6 separate regions of the Mus musculus genome follow, and all the other regions are linked to region 1. A link is a contact called in public HiChIP or PLAC-seq and promoter capture Hi-C data. All regions are on one chromosome and are shown on one strand. Each heading gives the region's core, a stretch centred on a gene start, on an enhancer-like site or on the middle of the called end of the contact. The rest is flanking DNA. Distances are from core to core; before and after follow the strand shown. Region 1 holds the start of Fmn2 (formin 2). Region 2 holds the start of Vangl2 (VANGL planar cell polarity 2). Region 3 holds the start of Sdccag8 (serologically defined colon cancer antigen 8). Region 4 holds the start of Pea15a (phosphoprotein enriched in astrocytes 15A). Region 5 holds the start of Pigm (phosphatidylinositol glycan anchor biosynthesis, class M). Region 6 holds the start of Tagln2 (transgelin 2).

Region 1 (4,238 bases), core at 476-2,975:
CAGGTGCCTTGGCGGCCAGTACAGGGGACCCGCCACCACTGTCATCCGCAGTAGCCCCGCGCCCCAGCAGGTGCACGGAGCCTCCTGCCCCTGGCGTACGGACGCCCAGCTCCTCGGTCCAGTCGGCTGAGCGGCTGAGGCCGCCCGTGAGGCCACCCTCCAACCGGTGCTTTTTTGCCGGGGCTGCAGCAGAGGCCAAGGCGGTTCTGGAGCTCCGGCTCACGGAAGGGTCCGGCCGCTTTTTGATCCTAGGACTCTGGTTGGGGGACTGGGACGGGGAGTGATTAGGAGAGCTGAGCTGCCGAGTGGTGGTCTTGATGTAGCAGGGGGTGATGAGTGGGTAAGGTTTGAAGCAGCGTGGGCTGGGCGCAGGGCTTCCAGGCAAAGAAACGACTGCGGAGGTAATGGATTCTCGCATGCCCTCCTCCGGCTCTTTCTCCAGCCTCTGTGAGGCTTCTTCCACCTCTGGGACCCATTCCTCCCCTGGAGAGCCGCGGGGGGCATCCTCAAAAGCATCCTCCTCGCACTCCTCATCTGTGTCCCCAGTTCCAGCCACGGGAACTCCGGCGGCTCCCTCCCCTGGCCCAGCCTCCGGAAAGGTGAAGGCTGGTGATGAGAGAGAGTCTGTGACTGCGGAGGGGGCGGTCGCATAACCTGGTGTCTCGGAGGTCAAGTGGCTTCCGGAGGACGGAGGATGCTCAGGCACCAGAGACTTGGTGGTCTCAGGCAAGTCAGGTCTCACCGGTAGTGCCTGTACTGTGTCCTTTTCAGCCTCGCTTCTAGGTCCCAGCAAGAACTGGTCCAGGCCCAGAAAGGCCCCAGGCTGAGGGGAGATGGCAGTGGGGGGCGCTGCAGGCTCCTCGGAGTCCTGGAGCAGCAGCTTCTGCTGCTGCTGCTGTTGCAGACGAATTGCCTGCTGGATGTCTGAGAGCAAATCCTCCTGCTCCGTAGCGGAGTGGAAGCTGTAGATGTCCGTGTCTGAACCAGAACTGGTCCTTTGTCCATCTTGCGCTCCAGCCGCAGTTTCCAAATCCTCCGCGGTCGCCTGGATCCCTACCCCAGCCTCAGCAGGCCTAGAAGCACCGGGATGGATCACCTCGAAAGGGTCAGCACACTCGGTATCCGATAGGCCTGTCTCCTCAGCGGAGAGGCTGAGGTCCGGGGTCTTGGTGACTATAGAGTGAGCGCTGTCCAGCTCCCCAATCGGCAGGGCCTGTGAGTCCAGCACATCCTCTCGCGAGTCGCAGGCACCTTTCCCCTTGGTCAGGTTCTTTCTGATCCGCAGGTTGGAAAACACCGAGGCTCTAGAATCGGACTTGCTCTTCTTCTTGCTGGTCTCCCCGCTGCCCCCTCCCCCCTTGCCGTGCTTGCCAAGCGCCTTTTTGCTCCCGCTCGCCTTCTTTGTGATTTCCGCATCCCTGGGCCCCGCGGCATCCTCGGCTCCGCCGCCTTCGTGGGAGGCATCACCTGCGCTTCTCTTCAGCTTCCCATCCTGGTTCCCCATGTTTCAACCCCACTGCTGCGCCGCCGCGCCTTGGGGTCCTCAGGCCATCTCGGCCCTGGAGAGGGCCAGGGGAGTGTCCGGGACAATTCAGGCAGCTGGGCCGGCCGTTGGGAGCGGAGGCCGAGGAGCGCCCAGCTGGCCCCGCTCACATCTGCTGCCGCTTTGCATAATGCGCGGTGGCTCTCCCGGCTGCCGTCCCTGCGGCTGTGGCTGCGGCCCTGGCTGGCGGGCGCGAACATGCTCAGTTCAGCGCGCACTCCCCACCAATGGCTGCACAGGACTCAGCCTTGGCCTGGCTCCCCGCCCACCGCCGCCGCCCCTTCAGTGCCCCCTTTGGCTCCTCCTGCAACCAAGTAGGAAAACCCGTCTATCTCTAGTACTTCATAATTGGGGGTGGGGACAGCAGGAGCTGTCTTTATGTATCCCAGACTAGATCGAATTTAGAATCTTTCTGACAGGTTATCTCTGGGACCTTCATCTCCACCTTGAAAATAAAACATGTTGCCCTCTTTTCAAGAACTGGAATGTTGGAACAGTTTGATGAAACTTCAAAGCTCGCAGACCTGCAAAGAGAAAAACACAGGAGAAAAATCGAAGCCTAATTCCAGGTCAGAAGTACCATAACATCAGGAACACACACACACACACACACAGAGAGAGAGAGAGAGAGAGAGAGAGAGAGAGAGAGAGAGAGAGAGAGAGAGAGAGAGAGAGAGAGAGAGAGAACTTCTGTATGGCTCCAGTTCAAATACTTGTTGAATGGGTGGACTGTCCTGTCTGTCCTGTCCCTTAAATACTTGACCATGGCTTTGCACACTCTTAAGGTTTGTGAACATGCTACTTAGGGAAAGGTTCCTTCCCCAGACTCTCTGCCTGATACACAAGCCTCTTCAAGAACAGGACGTTAACTGCCATTTCCAAAGTGGTTTTGTGAGACCTTTCTGGACAGAGAAAAGAGAGGTAGGGGATGCTGAAAATACTGAGATTAAAGCTGATTAACATGCTAATCTCCAAAATTCTATGTGTTTACCATATAAATTAGACAACATTTGTATTTAAAAGGGGTGCATGAATTATAACTCCCAGGAGGTCAAACTCATCAATATTAAACATGTCACAATGTGATGCTGTATAAAAGGAAAAAGAAAAAAAAATGCCCTTGGTACAAACACAGGAAATTAGACATTGTGCTATAAAGGATGACCAGTTTCTCAAGCAAACCCATCCAAGCACACTTTGTCCAGGGCCAGGGCTTCCTAAGTTTTAGACCTAGATAACAATCACTTTTTCTTACTGTGAATTGTCCTCTTTATTTTAATGACATTAAACTATAGTTTTTGTTAAATGTCTTAAAGCTTCATTAGTATTTTAAAAGGCTGCAAACAATAAAAGCAAAAAAAAATCATAAAAGTAGCATTTGTAAAACAATGTTACTCTTTGTTGGAAATCCAGACAGCAATTACCATCCTTTCTCAAACTATGATCTTTAAAACAAGTGTTCACTGGAGCAGGTGGACTGATGTCCTTAGGTGGCCTTTTTGAGTAAACAGTTTGAAGAACTCAGCTTTAATAACTGTGCCAGCGTAATATCTCAGTCTCCAAGGGATCCCGAGAGCCTGAAAAGCCTTTATTTCACCTCTTTCACAAGACTACTGGCTCCTCTCTTCTAGAATGCAGGCTGCCCCAGGGCACACTTTGCCTGTAGGCCACTAGAATTCTCGGCCTCCTTGAATGCTGCATACTGAGATACTTGATTCTTGGTTCTTGCTCTTTCTCTAGCAGAGCAACTTTGATTCAGACCTGTTTGTTTCTTTGCTATTCTCTTCTGTGATATACCCAAGAAGTTCAGGAGACAAAGGGGGAGGGGAGGACAGAGAGCTAAAAGAAAGGCAGAAAGAAAACGGATTTTTTTTTCCCCAAGTCCTTTGAATGTGGGAGAATAGGTGGCCTTTGAGAGGCAGGTCAGAGTTGACAGAGCTCTATTATAAGGTCACAAAAGTAGTAGAAGAAACATTAGGGACTGTGGATGGGGGATGGGAAGGGGGGTGGGACGATGATAAAGAGCAATGGGGATGAATGGGATCCACCCTGTCAGTAACATCAGCTGGGAGACAGACAGGGCTGCCTCCTGCAGCCCAAGGACTTACCCTGTCTAGGGACAGCCAGGAAGGTAAAGCTAGCCCTTGAGGATATTCACCAAAAAGAATTTCAGGACAAGTCAGAGTGAGGCAGCTAGTCAATTTGTAAAGTATTCAATTTATTAAGAGATAGTAGATGCTTCGGGGTTAAGCTTATCCACAGAGAGGAAGAAGAGGAGACTGGCAGGGAGACAGAGTGGAGGCTGAGCTTCTTAAGAAAGCTCTATCAGTGTCTTAGTATATATTATGTATTTCTCCTATCTTAAAATATAGCACAAAGAGATACACAATAAAATAAATGTAGGAAGTCTATTTTTTAAGAATTTTTTTTGGGGGGGGACAGAGTTTCTCTGTGTAGCCCTGGCTCTCCTGGAATTCATTCTGTAGACCAGGCTGGCCTCTAATTTATAGAGATCTGCCTGCCTCTGCCTCCCAAGTGCTGCATTGAAGGCTTAAAAGCATGTGCCACCACTGCCAGGCTAAGAATTCTGTTTCTTTAAATGAAGTTATAGGATAGTTTCATGAGGTGTACTGCTTAGGTTTAGTGACAGAACAGCAGCATTGAGAATATAAAACTCAAAGATCAGAACAGTGTG
Region 2 (4,238 bases), core at 1,068-3,567, 2.5 Mb after region 1:
TAAACCCCCAAAGTCCAATTTGTCCCCCTATGTATTCCTTCAGGTTCCTGGCCTCCCTAGTTTCCAACCTCCCTCTGACTCTGCAGGTTTTCCTCAAAGGGAAAATTGTGGTTAGATGCCACCTACCTGGGTGCTCTTCTTCTTCCTAAAGAATTAGGCTAAGTCCTTCAGATCCTGAATGCCTGACCCTTGTCTTTGGGTCTTGGCTTCACTACTCTCTGAGATTTGAAGATGTGTGAAATTCATTCTAAGGGCGAGAGTGGAGGCTTGTTCAGAGAGTTGTTGGATAGGAAGCACTAGAATGATTACATTTAATGTCAGACACCTGTTTAAGGCAGTACTCTCCTTGCAGATGTAACTTCTCAATTACATCTGGTTCTGGGAGGAGAGGAAGAACTGAGTGTATTCCCGTTTCACACTTAACAGACATCAATCCTGAAGTCTCCCGTACGTACGTTCGTGACATCTTGACTTACATCTCAAACTTCAGCTGGGGCCCGCTCTACAAAGTCATTTGTAATTCTGACGTCAGAAACTCATTTCCAATTCTTTGGGGCCTGTCTCCGGGTCTGGGAAACAAGCTGGCAGAATGTGAATATAATTTACACTAAACATAAAAGAGATCCTGCCCGCAACGTAATGTGGCAGTTCTAACACTGTCAAGTTATAGACTAGTGCTCAACACTGGAGGTGTGCTTTGGACAGGTAAGGGGACTCTGAGGTCTTTCTGTCTCCTTTTACTGTCTTCCACTGTTCTGCTCTTTCCTTGCATTCCTGGTGTGGTTACAGGACCCCCAGAGCAGTCCAGTGCCTGGCACATGACAGACGTAGGTGAAGGAAGGTCATTGTGTTTGCAGAGACTGTGGTACTTGAAACTATGACTGTATTTCATTCACGTCGTCTTAACGCTAAGTTCTTTGCTAATATGCGGGAACAGTGGCTGGAGAGAAACAAGGGTTTGGGCAGAGCTGAAGGGAAGCAGCGTTTGTTTAGCTTCTTCACCTTTGAACAGCCATATGCGGACAAAGACAATCTGTCCTCATTTGGGGACTGGTTCGAATGTATAACAGAGATGTGCCTGAGTTTTAGGGAAGACTCCATTAGAGAAAGGAACAGAGACTGGGAGTCGCCTTCTCTGGGATTTCTTAATCACAGGGTTGGGAGGGGCAGGTATCAGAATTGGAAGGTGGAGATGGTGGGGGTGTGGAAACGTGTTCGAAGATGCTTTTGAAGCGGCACTGTTCTAGGTAAGTGGCAGGTTACAAGGTAAATAGTACTAGCAGCAATGTAATAATGTAATAATACTTTTGCTTTCATTCACTCCGAGGGCAACCTGGCCTTCCCACAGCTACTTTATGGTGGGCTCGTCCCTGTTGGGTTCCTAGGCACTTTAGCAACTCTAACTGGTTTGTTTCTTAGTGTGCTCTGAACTGGAAATGCCCTAAATGTGCCAGATATTTTATTCTAGCCTACATTCCCTGGGTCCTACCTGCAAAGCTAAATTAGCCAAAAGTTTTGGAGTTCCGCATCCACCCGGGTTTTTTTTTTTTTTTCCTCTCTCTCTAGGCTTCCTGGGAGAAGGCCCCCCTCTCCTCTGGTGCCCCAAGTCGCGGGCCCTCGTCTTCTCCCCCTCCCCCTCTCCCCTAGGGCAGGATTCCCTTTGTAATTAATCCCAACACTCAAACCAGAGGGGAGGAAAACGTGTTAATGAGTGAGCGTCCCAGTCTGACTAGGCGGTCTTCGCTCACAGCTAGAACACCGAGTAATTAAATTATTTTTGGAAGAAGGAGGGGTATGGTGTCAGGGAAATACCGTATACATGGGAGAGGGGCCTGTCTCTTGTCACTAATTAATATCAGGGATGACCCTTTTCGCAGTTCTAGGCCGGAGGGGACCAATCTTCCCCACGTCTCAGATTCCACTGGAGTTTGTGAGACCAGGTTTGTGGTTCTAAAGAAGAGAATATGGCCAACATCAGGGCCTAGGGGAAAGGTTTTCAATCGGGGGTCGAAGAAGACAGCTCCAAGAGGGGCTGCGGGCTGGACCAAAGCCAAGAGCCGAGGCAGCTTCGAGCACACCTTCCTGGCCAGGTCTGGAAGCCAGGAGCGGATTCCCAGGATCCAGAGGGCGCAGGGCATGGCCAGGCGCAGGGCTGGGGGTGCCGCGACTCGGGGAAGAGCCGGGCCGCAGACAATGGACGCAGCAGCGGGAGGGGCGGCGGCTGCGGGAACAGCCGGGAGGCGGCACCTGGGAGCTCTCTCCCCGCCCCCTGCCCCCTTCTGGTCCCCTCCCCCTCTGGTCCCCTCCCCCTCCGCCGCCGGCTCCAGATCTGATTCCTGATCCCCGATTGCTTGGTTCTGGGTCCCGCCATGGGAGCCTGAGTGCCCTGCAGTCCCCTCCGGCCCCCTGCCCCCGGGGCCTCGAGGGGGAAACAGGCGAGTGGTCTGGGACGGAGCCGGGGTGAGCGACCTCAGGAGCCCCCCTCGTCAACCCCCATCGCCCGCGCTGCCGGTTCTGGAGCGCGGAGTTCGGAAAGACCGGGTGCGCTGCGGATACAAAGGCGCGGAGCGGAGTGGGGCGTGCGCCCAGTCCACCGGGCTGTTCGCAGTGGCGGGTGAGTGGCGGGCCGCGGGGGCGCGGGCAAAGTTTGCGGAAAAAAAAAAGGAAAGAAAGAAAGAAAGCAACAGAAAAAAGAAGGAAACCATGCAAAAGACCAGGGAGCGCCCGGCCCTGGAGAAAGCAGGATGGCTTCTGGGGGAAGGGGGGCTTGAGGCACCCCCTTCCGGTCTGTCCTCCACTGCACAGCGGAGTAACCCCAACTTTGGGGAGGGGAAGGGGCGTATGGGGAAGGGGCGGAGCCCAGGCCTTAAGAGCCGGGGACTTTCCTGGGCCGGGGGGCCCAGGGCGGGCGCCTGAACGATCCCAAGGGAACCCATTGAAGCCGGGGATTGGGTAGCGTGTGTTGGAGGTGGTGGGAGAGGCCGTGGAAGGATCGGAGGCTGGAGGTATTGGAAGCTGAAGGTATGTAGGGATGCATACACACCTTTGGAGTGTGGGGAGGAAGGGGCAGGTATGTGTTTAGGGGGTAGAGTGGATCCTTGAGAGATGGCCCCGCACAGCAGTGTGTGTGTGTAGCCCAAGGATGGGACTTGCGGCGATACTGGTGAATGTGTGTTGGGGTGTGTGTGGGGAACCAACGACATCATATTTGTCCCTTGTCCTATTTACTCATCGAAGGTCCTAAGCACTGCATTAGTGAGTTTTAAAGGGTTGGTTGGGGGATCAGTATGCATGATTCTTTGTTTTGTGTGTGTATGTGTGTGTGTGTGTGTGTGTGTGTGTGTGTGTGTGTGTGCATATACGCTTTGACGTACTGCGTGTTCCTGCAGGTGGGCCCTGGGTTTGGATGTGTAGATGTTTCTCTCTCTCTCTCTCTCTCTCTCTCTCTCTCTCTCTCTCTCTCTCTCTCTGTGTGTGTGTGAGAGAGAGAGAGAGAGAGAGAGAGCTGACCACACACATCTGCTGTGTATTTGGGTATGTATTTGTGTGTATACTCAAGGGAAGGGGTGTGTGTCTGTGTGTGTATGTGCTGAGAGAGGGGCTTATGGGAAAGAGATGGGCAGGTATTAGAGAAGGTGGGTTTATAAAAGCTGAATGGGTGGTAGGCATATATGGGGTAGGTGTGTATGCACCTGTGTGGTGGGAAGGGGTGTGAGTGTGTGTGTGTGAATCTGTGCTCTTGTGAGTAACCTGTACTGATGGATAGCTGTGGATATGTGCTCGTCTTTGCTAGTGTGTATTTTGAGTGTGTATTGGGGGTACCTCTTGTCTCTGCAGGCAGATTTTCCTGGCAGAAAGCCCACAGGGAAGGCTGTCTGCAGGATTTGAATGGCCCTGCCTAGATTCAAGGGTAGTGTCTTGAGTGTGTGAGACCCCTGTGAGGATTGTGCATTGGGGGGGGGGTAGTGAGTAGTGAGTTGTCTTAGGTGATGTTTATTTGGGGAGATGGACTTTTCTGGGAGCTGGTGTGTGTTGTGGGGGCTGGGGAGGTGGAGGAGCCCAGTCGTCTTAAAGGAATTTTGGGGTTCAGGAGTCAAGGACATAATAGTGGCCTTCCTCGCTGTCACAGGCTGGGCTTTAGTGCCCTTTGAGGCCATACGCTTGGCTTCTCTGACCCAGTTACTCTCTTTGAGGCCACGGCTCTCTTGGAAAGCCATCTTGAAGGTGGCTACTTCAGA
Region 3 (4,238 bases), core at 744-3,243, 2.3 Mb before region 1:
TTGTAACCATGTATATCATTGAGCACAAGAGTTTTTCTTGATTCCACAAAAAAGTTAGGAGCAGTTACTTTAGAATCCACCAACTCTTAAAATATCAGTAGGAGGAAGAATGCATTTAATTACACCATCCTAGAGTTTGAACACTGAGGATGCTAACAATCTGTACCACCACCAATGGATACAGATGACAAACAATAGCCTACAAAGTCCTACGGAGATAAACTTTCTAGTCTTCTCAGAAAAGGATTTAAATTTTAAAGGAAGCAAATGCTAGCAGCTAACGTTCAATAAGCATTTGTGTGCCAAACATTGGTTACACCCTTATTTTGAACTATAGCAATCTGCGATTGCTTTGCTTATTGTCTCCCTCATTAATCCAAAGACTCCACACCATAGAGACTTGTGGCCGATTCATCACCTAATATGGCTAATCCAAATCAGGCATTGAGTTATCATTTGCTGAATAATTCAGGTTATAAATGATTCAAATATTTTATCTGTTGGCCATAGCATATGGGGTTATGAAAATGCAGAATAGGAAAAAGTACATCATAACCCGTGGAATAAAGTCTTTAGTGAAATCTTTCTAAGTCCCACATTAACTTGCCCATCTCTCCTTCCTTCTTTTCCACACACCAGACAAGCATTCTAATACTAAGCCACATTCCCAGCCCCTAGCACACATTTCTTGCTACAGATTTCTTAACTTCTGAAAATAAATCAGTCTTATGTTCATTATTCTTTTGGTTAACTTGTTCTCCATAATAATCATGTTGTAGTTGACACCACGAATTCACTATAACAAAGTCTCAAGTTTCCGGAGATTTCACATGTGGTCAAAAGAACAGAGCTAGCTAGCTATGAGTATGGAGAGCACTTTGCCAGATAATTATTCTTCTGGTTCTTTGCTCAGAAAACTTGAATTAACTAAGCTAGGCTTCGATTATAGTAATTATTACTTGATTAATAAGAAAGGCATAGGCTTTGAAGGTGGATAGGCCTGAATTCTGTACATGCCTTTGCCGCTACCAACCAGCTGTGTGAGTTTTGGCTTTGGTTTCCTGACCAGTAAAATGGAGTCATTAGTGAGATAAAGTTTTAAATACTTTGCTATATGAAAATAATGTAGATCAGTAGATATTGTATTATTTCAAATAACTATTAGTGTTTTCTTTCTGGACTTATACGTCAGATTTGCTATACTACACCAGAATTTGCATGTGTAAGAAATATAAATAAGGAATTTATTGAATTAAACAGCAACAGTATGGCAACAGGGTAAAAGTGGCATGGAGCTGCCCATGAGTTTGTGCTGGCACTGGTTGATAAGACACTTAAATCAAGATGTAGGTTCCTTGTTGGGTCAGGTAACCAACCACAAGGATAAGGATAATGCTGCTTAATCCTAAAAACAAAACTAAAAGATTTCATCCATAAGGTCAGAGCAACATCGGTCGTCTTCCTCCACAGCCTGGCTAGTGCTCAAGGAAAGTCTCTGGAAAAAACAAAACAAAACAAAAACAAAAAAACAAAAAACAACCCACTATTGCCCGTGGTACCTAAGAGCTACTAGGCACTGAGATTCGGAGCAACTCACCCCGGAGACTCCGTTGGTATTGCCCCAGACTGTCCTCCAGGGTAGAGTTCCCTGGGGACTTCGCCATGGGGTCAGAGATGGGAGTTATGCGGGAAAGTATCCAGTGCACCCCTCCGAGGACAGGCCTAGCGCTGGGGATGAGGGGATGCCTGCCTGCTTCCTGTCGCTGCTGTCACTAGGGAACCAGGAACCCCGGACCGAGCTCCTAGGGGCTCTTCCTACCCCCTGGCCCTCATGGTGAACGTCGGGAATTGTAGTTCTCAGGCTTAAAGCCTGCAGCCTCGAGAGTCCTATGAGCCTTCCAGCTATACTACGCTTCCCAGAGGGCTATGCGCTCGGAGCGCCACTCCGACAGTTTAGCGGCCTGAGGCTGTTGCCAAGAGACGGGTTGGCGCGCCGCGCCCTTTCCCTTTTGCATCGCTTGGATTAGTCCCGCTGTCCTGCCATCCTCAGCCAGCTGGATAGACTCGCTGACAGAACCGGCCCGGTGAAGGACTTAAGACTCTTCAAAACGGGCCGGTGTGGAGTTGATCCCTGAGCCCTCGCAAGCATTCACTGCAAACTCGGTTTTAGTTAGGAGTTCTGTCAAAACTGTTTTTCTCTAGAAAATGAAGTGTAAATCTTCCAAACAGCCAAACTGTGAAAGTGACGGACACTGCAACTCCTAGCCTGCTCAGAGCCCCGCCCTCCGCGTGGAGTTGGCGCGCTGCCCGCTGGGAATCGTAGTCCTGGTTGGTTGCGGTCCCACTCCAGCCAAGCGGCTCTTTATTGTTCAAGACTGTCTTGAGGGCACGCCTGCGCAGTGGGCAGCTGCGAGAGCGTGTGGGTGAGACCCTCTGCAAAGCCCCCTTTCATTGTCTGGGTCTGGCGCCTGCGCAGTGAGGCATCGCTGGGCCCTGGCTGGAGGAGGGAGAGGACCTGGCTCGCTGCCCTTTGCGAGGCGCCTGCGCACTGAGCTGCCGTTCGCTGCCGTTCCCGCTATGTGTGGGGCGTGTGTGGAATAACGTTATTGCCCAGCGGAACCGAGGGGCCCCCAGCTCCACGGCGGCGGCGACGACGACGACGACAACGGCGAGGGGGTGGGGGGAGGACAGCGTGGCAGAGACAGACGGGACGCGCCGCGCCCCGCCTCCCGGTCCGGTCCCTCTCTGCGGTGAGGGGTAAGTGATGCGCTCGGGGTCGGCATGGCCCGGGATTCTGCACATCCATAGCTCCGGCGGCCGGGGCCGGGGCCTGGGCGCGGCCCGCGGCGGGATGGAGTGCGGGCCTGGAGGGCGAGGGGCGCCACCGGGACGCCCCGCGCGGCCGCCGCCCTCCCGTCCCCTCCCTCCCCTCCCCCATGGGCTGCGGCCGGCTGCACAGGGCCGGCTTCCCTTCAGTGCGCCCGGTCCTCTTCTGTTCACTCCCGCTTTGTGTAGCCGCCGCCTGAGCTGCCTGGGAACGCTGCGGGCGGAGCGTCTAAGGAATGGCTGCGCTGCCGCTGGGCAAGGGAGTTTTCCAGGGCGCCCATCCCTTTTGTAGGGTTGGTTTCGGGGTGTGAGGAGGGTGGCGGCGGTGAGGAGGGGGTGACGGACGACTAGCCTTCAGATGGCGTTGGGAGGGCGTGGAAGACGTGCTGTCACGCAGGCTGCCGGGCGACAGCACACCACGTAGCCTCCAGCTCGGTAGTAAACCCACGGGAGGAGCGAGTGGCTTCCTGTGGGCTTCATTGTCCCAAGATTCAGTTGTTGGGTTTGGGTCTAGTTCACTTCCATTTTTATTCAAGGGAGAGAGAGAGAGAGAGCAGCTGCGTGACATGTACGGGAAGACAAGGAATTGTGTCCTAAGTCATATGATCTCTGTTTTCTGATTTTGAGTATAAACTGTCGTCCTGACCCCCATCCCCAAAGAGTATAAAGACAGGCTGTACAGGCTAGAGTCCCAAGTCTGCCAAGCTGATCAATTTAAAATTACTAGGTGACAATGAGGGCTGGGTTTAGGTAGGGCCTGACAGCGAAGCTGTTGTTTAGCAGGGAAATGAACCAGCAGAATTATTTTTTCCACTGGGTGGGTAATGCGTTCATGTTCCTAAGGGAATACATTAGGATCTGCTTAAAGCAAACAACAACAACAAAAACATAGGCCACCTATGTTTTAGTTTATGAAATTGATTGGTTTTTATTCTGTTAATGAGAATTCAACCACTTGGAGAGGAAGGAATTTATTGAAGCAGACAATACATTTACTTGAAAATGCATCCTTTAAAATCGTTTGAAATCTTAAGCTTATGGTATTTGCAGTGCTTTGCCAACCTTTTTGCTTAAAACAAGCCGACGATAGGATGAAGCAGGATGAGGAGGAGCAAGTGGAAGGATAGTGTGAGAGTTACATTATAAATACAGAACCTAAATCTTTACTGATAAAGCCCGATGTATTTAGGCTGCAGGGACTGAGGAAGTCAGCCCTGGGAAATAGCAAGTTACAAACCAAGCAATCTGTATTTTTGCCATTGTTTTAAAAAATAAAACTCGCACAGCTTTTAGTTTTTCCTTCTGTAAGTACTCTAAAACGTTGGTGTCCTAAAACAGGAGTCTTAAGTGGGCTTAACATAAAACCAAGAAGATCCTAAGGTAGGCAAAGTTGGATGACTTGTCTGCCAACT
Region 4 (4,238 bases), core at 829-3,328, 2.3 Mb after region 1:
AGGTTGGGTAAGCATAATGGGGTTGTTCTGTAGAGATGTCTGAACTGAATCCTATGAACTGGGGAAAGACAAAATTTCATCTGGTAGCAAAAGCCAGGATAGACTTAGGGAGGAGGGGTCATGTAAAAGCAGAGGCAAGGAACCCCGTTTCAGAAACTGTTTTGATCAGAGTAAGTTTGGGAGGATCTGGCCTGTGTAGTGGTTGTCGTAATGAGAGGGCATTGCTATTGGAACCAAGAGTATCCCCTAGACTTAGATCTATTGGGCTTCTATAAAAAGGACTCGTGCGCACCCGTACTCCGCAGGACAGGCTCAGGTGGGAGTAAACATATACAAGATGGGAGCATGAAAGGACCAAACTCCCGAATAAGCTTCTAAATAAGGAAACATCCTTTGTTGTTGTTTATGGATAGGGTATCACTATGTAGCCGAAGATGGGAATAATCCTGCCTCAACATTCTAAGTCTTACGGTGGTATATCACCATATTATGCATGCTACTAGTTTTTGTTAAGGCAGAGCAAAGTTATTGGATGTCTAAGTATAGAAAAATGAGTCCTAAGATTAGAAAAGTTGTCACTCTCCACAGTCAAATCCAGGAAGTATTCTTAGGGAAAGCGACAGAAGTATATAAAGCAGAAACCAGATATCTAATCGACCTAATCACATGTAATGGATAACTAATAGGTAATTGGGTATTAGGTTACATCATAAAAATATTATGGGATTCACTTCATATAGATCAAAAGATACTAGACTACATGTCTTTGATTTTTTTTTTTTGCACCTATCTGGTACCAGTCCCTAAAAACTTTATTATTCCTGATTCTCAGAAGAACCCTATGAAGTGAGACTGGTATCCTCAACTTTATGGACTTAATTTGTCTATGGAAACAGAATAAGTATAAAGTCCACATTCTCTGTGTTTTGCTCTGCCTCATTTGTCTCATGTAAATGTGGTATGTCTATGCAAAAGTGTACAGTCACTCTGTGTCTCAAAGATGGGTCAACATGATAGATTCCGACCCTACAGCGACTCAGAAACAAAAGCAACTTCTGAGGGTATATTAGTTACCCTCAAAGGAGCAATGGGCAGCCATGTGGGGGGTGGGGGTGGGGCTGGGGGTAAGAGGAGCAAAGAGAAGAACTATATATGAAACCTAAGGCACAGGACCAGGACCTGCTCCTCCCAGAAGAAGGGGCTCATCTTAGGCTTCTGGAAGGGTCTCTGATCAGCTGGACCTGAAGGCAAAATGGGGTGTTCCTGGTGGTGTGCAAACATTGAAGCCGTTCTCAGGGTCAGGCACTTGCAGAGCTGAGCTGACGCCCCTCATGGAGGTAGGGTGAAAATCGGATGCTTCTCCAATTCTCCCTCCTCCCTCCTCCCTCTTTCAGCCCGGCTGAGTGAGCCTCTGGAGGAGGAAAGTCCCTGAGGTGTAGGGGAAGTGAGAATTATCACACTGGGCCTAGGCAGAAGGACAGAGCTAGGAGACAGCTAAGTGTGGCTTTGTTGTCTATATTTGCATGCTGAGCTCATGGCTTTTTTCCTCCAGAAAATAAAATTACATCATAGTGTGTGGGGGTGTGGGGGTGCGTGTGTGGGGGTATATTTGGGAAAGGCAGGAGGTGCTCAGGGGTCCAGCTGCTATTATACACAAGAGCTCATGGCCCCGGGCCAAGTAAAAGAGATTTCCCTGTTGCTGCCTGCCCCTGTCCCATTTTTATTCCTAGCGTGGATAAACTTGACCGTTTCCTACTGAGTCTCTGATCTATAAGGCTAGGAAATAGGATTTCTAAATACCAAAGCGAAGTAGCTAAGAGAACCCAGAGGCCATAGGTCTTCCAAATCCCCCAATCCAAATTGATCTGCCTTCCAGGGGTCCTGGCCATCGTGACCAACCAAAGGTCAGAGGGCAGGAAAGTGACCCATTAGGAAAAAAACGAGGATCTTCTCACAGTTTAAGGGGAAGAGTCCATATTCCATCCCAGTCCTGCCCCCATCCTAGGAGCCTTCCAGAACCCCAGTCCCCAGTCCCTGTCCCCTCCTGCTTCCCCTCCCCCTTTCCTCCCCGCTCCCCGCCCCCCGCCCCTCCCCGGCTCTGACATCACCGGCCAGTCGGGTGGGGTGAGGCGGTGCTGGGCTCAAGCTCTGCTCCACGGGCGGAAGAGGCGGCGGCGGCAGGATCGGCGGCAGCGGTGGCAGGAGCCAAGGAGCAGGCTCCAGACGCTGCTTAGGAACCGGGGACCCGGGAGTGCCCGCACCCTGAGCTCTCAGCTCCGGAGGCGGTGAGAGGGGCAGAGGGAAGATGTGTCGTGGGGAGGAGGTAGATTGGGGATCTGGGTTTGGAGGGTCACGATCCCGGACGCAGGGGACAAATAGGGGAGCTTGAGGATTCAGACAGGTCCACGGTGTCAGGCTCCATGGGGTCCTTCTCTGTCCATGCATCCAGAGACTGGAGAGTGTCACAGGCAGCGTGGCTTCATCCGCCCATTCCGTGCTGAACAGCAGTTTGGGAGTCCGACGGGGCCTGGGGATTAGGATGTAGCCTGCTTCCCGCCCAGCCGGCCGAGCCAGGCCAGCTCCCGCCCCTCCCTCCTCGCTTTAGCTTCGGACTCGCCTCTGCAGGCGTCCAGGCTCAGCTCAGCCCTGCTTCAGTTCCTCCGGCAGCAGGCAACTGGTCTGGGTACTCTCACACCCAGTTTACTGCATCTGAGGAGAGTGGGATTGGTGGAAGCTTGCCCAGAGGAAAGGGGCTGGGGATACATAGGAATGATGTAGCCAATATAAAGACACTAATTTTTAAAACAATCCTTGTCAAAACCGACAGGGACAGAAACACACCTTTAAGAAAAAAAAAAAGACAGCCAACCACACAGTGACACACACCCATGTGACTTACACACATCCTCTCATACAAACCAAATCACAACACCCCTGCACTAGGCATCCACCCACCCACCACAACCCGTTTGTTACCTCCCATGTGGAGTCTCCTTGACCAGCATCAGTCTTAACACGAATGTTCAGTAGTGGGTGGAAAGGACCACTGTCCACAAACACACCCAGATTTTACAGTTTTAGTGGGCAATACCTCAAGGACTGGTGAGCCTGTGCTCTTACCTGGGTGAGGGGCTTCTTGTGACCTTTGTTGCTGACTGCCAGTTTAGAGCATAGGGTACCTGGGAGTGGCTAGAGCCTGGACATCAATATGGCCAAAGGATGGAGGAAGGAGTAGAAGCCAGGGAGAGGGTGAAAAGAATGAGTCAGCCAAGGATGGAACCCAAGTCAGGGGGAGAGAGAATGAGAGGAATGTGTGAGAAGACAGGGAGAGCTGACCAGAGAGCCACAGAGAAAAGGAAAGAGGTGGCCAGAGGCACAGGAAGGGTGCTGGAGAGGACGAGAATCTCAAGTTAGGGAGCCTTGTTTCTCTAGGTTCCTGTGTTTGGCCCCCCAGGCTGTATATTGTTTCTCTAGGTTGTGCGTCTGGCCCCCCCAGGCTGTAGGAGCGATTAGCGTTAATTGCTCTTCCCTTTGCGGTTAAACACTCTCGTGGGGAGACCGCCAGCAAGCTCTAGGCTGCCAGCTTCCCTGGCCGCCTACTACTTGTGTGACACCTGTGCTCGGCAGGTGTACATACGCTGTCATACATAAGGGCACAGAGCCACACTGTAACACACCACACACACACACACACACACACACACACACACACACACACACACACACACACACACACACACACACACACACACCTTCATGTACACTGTCAAGATGGCCATCTCCGCCGGCTGGTCAGTAGCCACCCAGTATGCATCAGTCCCTCCCAAGCCGCTGCTCTCTCTTTCCATCCGGAAGGCTCATCCCTTCCTTATGGTAGCTCTGGGTACTTAGGTGGGAACACAGAGTCTTACCAAGTTCAAATGTATCCATGGCTACCGCCAAATGGAGTGAGCAGGAAGAGCTGGGAGGCCTCAGTGCCCAGTAAAAGAATAAAAGGGGGGTGGGAATTAGCTCAATGGTAGAGTGCTTGCCTGTCAAGCCCAAGGCCCTGGGTTTTGGTCCTCCCAGGTGGGAGAGGGGTGGGAGACAAAATTACAAAAAAGAAACCCCCCCAAAAAAAGAGTAACTGAAAGAGGCAGAAAAATAAACTAAAGATGACTAGGGAGAGAGAAACTAAACCAGGAAGGGGAAAGCTGGGAAAGCTAGCTAGTCACACAGGGCTCATCCCCGCTCATAAC
Region 5 (4,238 bases), core at 1,266-3,765, 2.1 Mb after region 1:
TTCTAAAAATATTTTAGAATGTTTATTCATACAGTTGAGAAAGTTTATTCATACAGTTTCACTGTGTTTACTTCAAGTGATAAGTAGAAAGACCTGCTCCTCACAGCCTCATTTCTGTAATTCCTCAAATCCCTTACCACCTCTTGATTGTCCAATGACAGCACGCAGCACTCATGCTTTACAGCAAGCAGTCTTCCTTTCTATCCTGGAATTTTCAGAGTGTAGGATTTATGCCTTATAAACAATGTTCTCCTTTGTAACAATTTAGATGATAAAACCAGAAGAGAGCAAGTGAAGTTATACTCAAAACTTAGGCTTTAGCATCTAAATTTTACCACTTTTACAACACACCGCTCTCAGAGGAAACTCTAGAGGAAAAGTCTTCCTAGCAGTTAGAAAAAGGATAAGCATATACATGTTAATAATGCTCCATTTCGTTTTCTTAAACTCAGGTCTACAGTGGATGAGTTTAAATTTAATCTTTTTATATAAAATGAATACCACTGGTACTAATACTGAAAAACTCAATTACAAAACAAATACATGATCACAATTTAGATTCTTTGGATTAGTTCTCTTCTAAGCCCCCACACTTACTACAAAAATTTCAGACTTTCCCAACCGAGCATGGAACTGTTAATACTTAATACGTAAAAATGTTGTGCTTTAGGGATTTTGTCAACTTCCACCGCTGTCAGAACTGCAGGAAAAAAAAAAAAAGGCAGGGGCTGAAGGTACAACAGTAGCACCATGTGACAGGAACAAACGCTGCTAGAGACCTTATTCCTCTACTGTTCAAAAATATTTCAGCATCTTCTAGCTTCACCGGCTTCTCAACTGTGAAACAGGAATGGCTTTCTTCTCATCAAGCAAATGAGCCCTAAGACTTCTAAAGGATGGACCATGGACCTCAGTTCTTGGGCCCCCTTTATATATAAGGCCAACACTGGTTTTAATTTCTATTGGAACAAAGGAACTTTCACTAGAGTGCTTAGAATGTTCAGGGAGGAGAAAAATTCCAAAGCCTCCTAGTCCATACGGCAAAATCAGAATGTTGCAGAAGATCCAGAACACATTAGTCGTATTTGATTCTCTCCGTTAGGCGGTCCTCCTTGTAATGGGAAATAATCTGAATCAGTATGGAACAGTTGATCAGAAGGAAGAACAAACCGGCTAACCAAATAAACAGGAAGGTGTTCTTTCCTTGAAACTCTAGAACATATGCAGGAGCCAGCCATAAGGCCTGTCCTATGAACCAGAACAGTAAGAGGACTACGGCTCTTTTCCAAGGCATCCTCACCAGTGGCATCACCAGAGGCAGAAGGCAGAGATACCAAAGAAAGTACTGAGAGGTGCAGACTTTGTTAAAAGTCACAAAAATGGACGTATGAAGGAAACAGCAGAAGACAAGGTCTCTGTAGTAGGCGAAAGATGCGGCTGACAGCAAGATGAACTGTGGCAGGAACGCCGCAATCCCCAGAGTAAAACTCCACTTGCTCTCGGCAGTCAAATACAGCATATAGAAGTACGGAGAGAAATTATGGCGGATATCCCTCCTAGTTAGGTGATAAAAGTAGGTGTGCTCCAAAAACTCCCAACCGTACTTATAGTAAAAACCGAAGCTCAGGGCAACAAACGTGAGCCCTGCAACTGCTACGAAAAGCAGCACTGCCCAGCTACACAGCCTCCTCAGGAAGTCGTACAAACGAGCCTGGAAAGAGAACCGGGCTTGCCGGAGACGCTCGTCATCGTCGCGCTCGGGCCGCAGATGGAGCGCTATGGGGAGGATGTAGGTCACCGGGTACATCTTCATGTGCACCGCGAAGCCATAGAACACCGCGGCGCACGCGATGAGCCGTTTCTCTATGAAGTACAGGGTCGAGAGAACCAGGGAGGCGACGATGGAGTCCGCGTTGCCCCGGCTGGACACCGCCATGGGCAAAGGGTTGAGAAGCCAGAAGACGCAGTAGCCACAGGCTTGGCGGCGCCCCAGCCCCTTGAGCAGCAGCAGGCGGTACAGGAGGAAGGCGGTGAGGAGATCGCAGCTGATGAAGAGAAACTTGCCGAAGAGTTCGCTGAGGTAGACGTTGGGGGTGAGGAGCCAGCTCAGGAGCGGGGTGTAGCGGTAGGTCGCCCGCAGGTACGGGGAGCGCCCTTCCGTGACGAAGCGCGCGGCGTCCGTGAACACGTGGTAGTCTATGTCGGTGTACCTCACCAGCAGAGTCCGGTCCTGGAAGACACCGTAGAAAACCAGGGCGACCCGGGCCAGGAAGGCCACGCCGAACACCCCGGCGGGCGGCACCCGAAAGTTCAGGATCCATTCCCCCCAGTGCATGGGGTAGCTCATGGTCCGAGTGCGGGCCACCCGCCCGGCCCGGCCCGGCCCCGGGTCCACACTGCGCCCCTCTCGCTAACCGTCCTCGGGCTGACGCCTCTCAGCCGCCGGGAGCATCTCCTCTGCTACAGCACCGACAGGAAGAACCGAGGAATGATCACTTCCGGCACCCCAAGTCCCGCCCCCACGGTACTTCCGGCCTCCAGCCCCGCGCGGGCTCTCAGCTGTCTCCGCGGAACGATTGCCTTCCTCGGGATTGGCTGTCTAGCGTCCGCAGCTTCCTCCGGCGAAGGCGGGATTTCCGGTCCCTTATTGGCGACGCTTCCGCTGTCCGGAAATCCCGGAGTGGCTGAGATGTCGTGGACCTGGGACCTGGGTGAACTTTGTTTTTAGTAACCAGAGCTTCCGCGTTCCCAGCTCAGATCTACGGAGGAGGACGCTGAACACAGTGAGCTGCTACCTGCTGCTACTTACATCCCGCCCAACTGGCTTGGAGGACTGAGAGTGGGAAATACAGATGGAAAGAATAAGCCTAAAATAAAATAGTCTTTTTACCCTGATAAGAAGGTTCCTCCTACCGAAATACGTCTAGATTGTCTCCCCTGGAGTACTGTCAACTCCGTTCTTTTCAAGAACTCTTCAACTAGGTCAAAATCGGCCGTCAACCCACTCCGTTCACCCTACCACTATTAGTTTCTTGCCAAAGACTCCAACTCTTTCATTCTTTTCCTGATTTCTTACTGCACTTATAATTGACTTTTTAAAACTTCATACTCTTTTTTTTTTTTTTTTCTGGTTTTTCGAGACAGGATTTCTCTGTATAGTCCTGGCTGTCTTGGAACTCACTCTGTAGACCAGGCTGGCCTCGAACTCAGAAATTCGCCTGCCTCTGCCTCCCAAGTGGTGGGATTAAAGGCGTGCGCCACCACGCCGGGCCAAGAACTTCATACTTTATTTTACAATGTTTTCAGTTTCAAGTAAATTGTTCGTGAGAGTAGAAAGTATTTCTTTATTTCTTTGTACTTTCTTGTAATGTATTACAGTCTCAGACGCATGGTAACTGACGCAGACTGCCTTGATCTTACAAACTGAGCCTGCCCCTAGGGAATGTCTTCTAGATTACCATAGAAGTGGCTCCATTCGGCCTAGACATCTCTCATCCTACACTTCACATTTATCCTTTGAGTGAGCCGTATTAACCTCTAGTCATAGTCTGGTATGTCTGTGCTTTGATGTAATTACATGGTGTAGATTAATAACTACCTCTATTGGTTTTTTACTATGCATTGCCCATAATATACTGTGATAACACATTACCATTCAAATAACCTTATAACTAAATTGTAGGGTTCTTGAGAGTAGAAAGTATGTATTTCTTTGTACTTCCTTGCATTACAGTTGCAGGCACATGGTAACTGACACAGACTGTCTGGCTTGATCTTAGAAGTCGAGCCTGTCAAGAGTTATTTGAATGATACTGTGTTATCACAGTATACGTGGCCTAAATTATCATAATTGTTATTTGTTAAGGACTTATTCCCAGTTGTCAGACATACTAACTACTTTTTAATGTAAAGTAGATATCCCTATCTGTATCAATGAGCAAAATCAGGATTTATGGAGAATAAATAAAACATAGCCAACTAGTAGCAGAACTGGAATTGAAAGTAGGCCTGTCTAGCCCAGGATAACAATGATTGTGCGACAAACGTTCAAATAAAACGCTGATATGGAATTCTAATTTCCATTTCTTTTTCTCAATCTCTTCTTTAAGTCTTTCTGATATTCTCTCTCATTGTTATGCTTTATATCCCTGGTTTGATATTTCTCTTCCTTTGTGAGTTATAGGTAAGTGACGCTCAGTCTCCATAAAGAATATAAGAGAGATGTCTGAATATAAGTA
Region 6 (4,238 bases), core at 1,053-3,552, 2.0 Mb after region 1:
ACACCCAGGAGACCCGCCCCAGCCCTCCCTCAGTGAAAGAGAAAATGGCAAGTCTCCTTCTGGGGTGGGCTAAAGAGATGTGTTCAGCTGGAACACAGGTGTGGGAGATGCTTAGAACTGGGTATCCCAAGTGAAGACAACTGGATAGCTTGCCTGGGGGGTGCCAGTGACGAACTCTACTGCTGACTGTAGCCCTAGGAACCATCCTCAACCAGGCCCACAAGGTTACAACAATAACTGGGAAAGGAGGAGTCATAAAAGGTCTTCCAACCCAGTGCTCCACCCAAACCATGGATGGATGGCAGTTTACCTCACCCCATTCACTGTCAACGCTGAAGGCAAGGGAGACAAGCTGGAGGGTTGGACTCTAGGTTTCATGACTACGTGTTGGGAAGACAATGGGACTCTCCTCTCCCTGGGCATGTGGAATGTAGGGAACTTCCCAACTTCTGAAACAGAAACGCCACGTGGGTAGGCAGAAGGCCAGTGGGGGGCACTGTGGTAAGGGGACGCCTTAGGGAAGACCCTCCCCCACCAGGGGCCAGTCCCCTAACCACCTAGATAGAGTCCAGAGCAGAAGAGAAAGCTAAGCTCCACAAACAGGAAGCCACAAGGGCTGCTCAGGAGAAGAGGAGGGGGTGGAGGCCGTTGCCATGGCGTCTGTGTACCAAACATGGGAATGGAGGCAGGGTGGGGGCCCCCCCGGGGCAGGAACACCCACTCCACACAGACTTGGGTGGAGGCTCTAGGCGAAGGGGCAAAAGCGATCCCAGCAATTCTCAGGGTATAGCCAGACTGGGGAAGCAGGGAACGGGGAAGGGGCAGCTCTGGAGGACCTGGAGGGCATATGCAGTTTGTGGGTAGAGAATCAAAGAAGACATACCCTGGGTAGGAAAGACTTTTTTTTTTTTTTTTTTTTTTTTTTTTTTGCTTAAAAAGCCCACACCTGGCAATCTCGAAGGACAAAGCCATGGGGTGAACACTGACTAGGGGCCAATCCCCTGGGGACCAGCATAGACACCAAGGGTGTGCAAGGGGATCGCAAGGACAAAGATTATTTGCGGCTTTGGAACGTTAACACCTTGCTCACCCCTCCTTACCTTGGCCCAAAGCCTGAGGTGTACCCTGAGCTACAGGGAAGAGAAAATGGGAGAAGCTTAGAGATGAGCTATCCCTGACTACTGCTCTAGGGAACAAGGAGACCCGTCCAGCCACTGGTCTCCTACACCGCACCTCCACTTGCCATCACCGCTGCTTTTGCTCCACAGATACCACGTATCCCAGAACCTCTCGGATAGGAACACAGGTAGGCCTGCAGAGCCCAAAAAGGAGGTAATCTACTTCCGGTCCAGCCCCTTCGGCCGTCCCCCCCACCCCCACGGCCACACCCTGCCTGGGCCGTTAATGTGGATGAGTCACCCACCGCCCTCCCGCCACTGGGGTGACGCAGGTCTGGGCAGCCCGCCCGCCCGCCCGCGGCCACCACCGGCTTTCCCAGCAGCAGGGGGCACGGGAGGGGGCAGCGGGTCTCAGGCTAGGGTAAGAGAGTTTGGATAGCAGCCAACCCCTACAGACAGGGCACATCCGAGTGCAGTCAGGGCTGCAGCCCGGAGATGTCCGAGGTCAAAGGCGCTCCAGGAGAAGAAGGGGGTTTCACAGAAGACCAGGCTACTGTGCAAATAACTCCCGGAGACCTGTGACCCCGAGTACCCGGACAAACGAACTAGCAGGAGGGGGGCAAAAGGGCGGTCTCGGGGTCACAGAAGGCAGGCAGTACCCACACGTGCTCCTGGACCAGGAAGTGAAAGGGGCGCGCGGTAAATTCATGGACCGGAGCGCGCGCCAGAACCTAGTTCTTGCGGCCACTCAGCAGCCTGCGGACGTCCGACGCCCTCCTTCCTTCTCCCCCCAAAGAGAACTCAACGCTGGAGCAAACGGCTGGGGCTTGGGACCAGACCTCTTGGGTCGGGACGGACGCCCCGTCTTGTGCACCCGTAAAACTTGCCTTGCTTAACTGCTGAACAATGCAGAGAAGGCTTGGGAACCGGACCTGACAGCACGGGGCGGGGCACCCAGTTGGGACCCCAGCGTCCGCCAGTCTTCAACCCCCACGCTCCCAGAAGCAAGTCTCAAGTGTTGGCTTCTTGCTTTCTACAGACCACACACATAATCCCCAACTCCCACCCCGCTGCCTTGGTCCCTCAGTCCTGCTCACCGTCCAAGAGGGCTGGATGAGAGCGCACGCACGACAGGGGCTGCAGCGGCGAGTGGAGCTCAAGACCCGGCCGGGCTTGGAGTTTTCTGGGGGGTCCCGCCTCAGACGGGGCGGACCAGGGGCGGGGCAAGGGCCAAGAGGGTTTAAAGGCGCCGCCGCGTGGAATGCTGGAGCGCTTAAGATAGGTGGTCAGTAGGCAGGAATGAGCCGTAAAGGACCTGCGGAGTCCTTGGCGCCGCTGCAAAAGGTCTCCGCCCAGGGGATCCTCAACCTGCATTCACCAGCCATAGACTTGTATCCTAATAGGAAACTTTCTGCCTAGACTAGCTAGCTCAGGATCGCAGGCCTGTTTCTATGAGAAGCCTACTATTACAAAAAGGCCGGCCTTTTGTAAATTCAGGTCCAGGAAGCGCCTTCCTACAGGATAGAGTAAGGAGTAATAGGTCTGGTGCTTACAGGCTGGGACAGCACCCCCACGTGGTTCTGCTTGCCATTTAACTTCAAGCCCGGGCAAAAAAAAAAAAAGAACAGTGAGGTCACTCCTTGCCCGGGGCCTTGAGGGTGTGGTAGGGCTTGGGACCTGGGATTCAGACCCAGTTCTCTCTCTCCCTTCCATCTCCCATTTAATAAATTGACATTTCTTCTTAGATCTTGGAGGGTTGGAGGCGGGGGCTTAGTGGAGGAAGTTGGCAGGCACTTTTCTACCCCTTAAGAGTGAAGAGCAATAGTTGAGGGGTGTCCAGAACACCTACTTTTTCAGGCTGTAGTTAGCGGAGTTCCCCATTTAAAACCCACCAGTGTTTTTCTTTCTTCACGTTATGGAGTCCCCCGTTGAGCCTGATATTTAAAAGAACAGCAGCCAGTTCCACCCTGACCTTTGACTTCTCTATTCCCCAAAGTCCCGCTCAGACCCACAGAATGTCAAGTTTCAGTCCCCTGTGCCTTTAGGGTGTTCCTCTGCCCGAAAGTGGGTTTCCTTCACTGCCCCGTCACCTGCTCTGCCTGTTACCTGCTTGTGTGGCTTCTGGTCAATTACAAAAGCACCTTTGGCTTTAGTTGCCGTGCCCAGTCTACAAAATAAACTCCGGGCGGTGGACGGGACATGGAAAGAACTCTGAGCAGTCTCCTGTGAGTGTCCCAGGAATCCCCACATGTTTTAAGTATTTACTAAATATTGACTCAAACTGAACTCTTTGTGCCAATGTGATAACCAGCTTACAGCTTTATCACAGTGCGTAGTTGGCCTCAGTGACTAGCGAGAACTCCCCAAGGACAAAGGCATTATCCCAGTGATTTCTCTATTTTCTCATGGCTTCTGGCCTAACAGCAGATCTCTACTAGGCACTCAACAACTTTTTTCTTGAATGACTGTTGAATGTGTCCCATTCAGAACCCTCTCTGTACATATCCAGGGACTTCCTCATCTCTCTTAAACACAAAGAGAGGTGACAGAGAAACGGTTTCCAGACATTTATTATTCACCTGTTTTTTAAAAAAAAGAAACCTGCACCCACACCATAAACACCACTTTCGAACGCGCGCTTGCGCGCGCGCACGCACACACACACACACACACACACACACACACACACACACACACACACACACACATTCCTGTTCAGCTCCCAGACTAATTAAAGAGTCAGTACATCCAACTCTATACCAAGCTCACTCAAGCCTACCACCAGGCCACCGAGACACAGAGAGGTAGGGGCAGTGCCCCAGCTTGGAGCCAAAGTCTTGGACTCCTTTGCAAATCCATATAAGCCTTTCTTAGTTTCACACTAAGCGGGCTCATAGCAGAGTAGCCTGTTCAGGGTAAGAGATGGACTGCTGATAGGCTGGTAGCCGGGCCCTGGTAGCATCCCTGCGTCTGCGGAAAGCTAGGAATTCCTCCCGAAGGGCAGCACAGCGGGCCTCGGGGCCGGCAGCATGGGTTGGGTTCAGGAGACAGCTCTCCTCTGGAGTCTTGACACCTTCAAGGGGAAGACAGGACTGTGTGAGAAGAGATGCCGTGACTCAC

The links. Promoter capture Hi-C pulls out the DNA fragments that hold promoters and counts their contacts. HiChIP or PLAC-seq counts read pairs in DNA pulled down with a chosen protein or histone mark.
Region 2: an H3K4me3 HiChIP or PLAC-seq map of embryonic forebrain shows a contact between it and region 1, with 5 times the contacts expected there. The contact joins the promoter of Vangl2 here to the promoter of Fmn2 in region 1. A contact is called at or near these places in 1 of 39 promoter capture datasets (cranial neural crest) and 2 of 115 datasets of contacts at active chromatin or transcription factors (astrocytes and embryonic forebrain).
Region 3: a contact with region 1 is called in a promoter capture Hi-C map of pre-B cells, with 4 times the contacts expected there. The contact joins the promoter of Sdccag8 here to the promoter of Fmn2 in region 1. A contact is called at or near these places in 1 of 39 promoter capture datasets (pre-B cells) and 1 of 115 datasets of contacts at active chromatin or transcription factors (astrocytes).
Region 4: a promoter capture Hi-C map of pre-B cells shows a contact between it and region 1, with 3 times the contacts expected there. The contact joins the promoter of Pea15a here to the promoter of Fmn2 in region 1. A contact is called at or near these places in 2 of 39 promoter capture datasets (embryonic stem cells and pre-B cells) and 1 of 115 datasets of contacts at active chromatin or transcription factors (astrocytes).
Region 5: a contact with region 1 is called in a promoter capture Hi-C map of pre-B cells, with 6 times the contacts expected there. The contact joins the promoter of Pigm here to the promoter of Fmn2 in region 1. A contact is called at or near these places in 2 of 39 promoter capture datasets (hippocampal neurons and pre-B cells) and 3 of 115 datasets of contacts at active chromatin or transcription factors (astrocytes, embryonic stem cells and forebrain).
Region 6: a promoter capture Hi-C map of embryonic stem cells shows a contact between it and region 1, with 5 times the contacts expected there. The contact joins the promoter of Tagln2 here to the promoter of Fmn2 in region 1. A contact is called at or near these places in 3 of 39 promoter capture datasets (embryonic stem cells, hippocampal neurons and pre-B cells) and 6 of 115 datasets of contacts at active chromatin or transcription factors (astrocytes, embryonic forebrain, embryonic stem cells and 2 more).

The regions. Positions count from the first base shown.
Region 1 is chr1:174,499,312-174,503,549 of GRCm38.p6, reverse strand. Fmn2 (formin 2) reads right to left here and starts at 1,725. Exons shown (of 18, transcript NM_019445.2): 1 at 1-1,725. The coding sequence starts at 1,504.
Region 2 is chr1:172,025,374-172,029,611 of GRCm38.p6, reverse strand. It overlaps Vangl2 (VANGL planar cell polarity 2), which reads left to right and starts at 2,317. Exons shown (of 8, transcript NM_033509.4): 1 at 2,317-2,614.
Region 3 is chr1:176,812,415-176,816,652 of GRCm38.p6, reverse strand. Sdccag8 (serologically defined colon cancer antigen 8) reads right to left here and starts at 1,993. Exons shown (of 18, transcript NM_029756.3): 1 at 1,598-1,993. The coding sequence starts at 1,664. It also overlaps a transcript of Cep170 not described here.
Region 4 is chr1:172,204,644-172,208,881 of GRCm38.p6, reverse strand. It overlaps Pea15a (phosphoprotein enriched in astrocytes 15A), which reads left to right and starts at 2,078. Exons shown (of 4, transcript NM_011063.3): 1 at 2,078-2,285. Gm17224 (a long non-coding RNA gene) reads right to left here and starts at 1,899. Exons shown (of 5, transcript XR_865735.3): 1 at 1-1,899.
Region 5 is chr1:172,374,808-172,379,045 of GRCm38.p6, reverse strand. Pigm (phosphatidylinositol glycan anchor biosynthesis, class M) reads right to left here and starts at 2,515. Exons shown (of 1, transcript NM_026234.4): 1 at 1-2,515. The coding sequence starts at 2,347. The coding sequence ends at 1,076.
Region 6 is chr1:172,498,310-172,502,547 of GRCm38.p6, reverse strand. Tagln2 (transgelin 2) reads right to left here and starts at 2,302. Exons shown (of 5, transcript NM_178598.2): 1 at 2,216-2,302. It overlaps Igsf9 (immunoglobulin superfamily, member 9), which reads right to left. Exons shown (of 21, transcript NM_001145800.1): 21 at 3,671-4,191. The coding sequence ends at 4,010.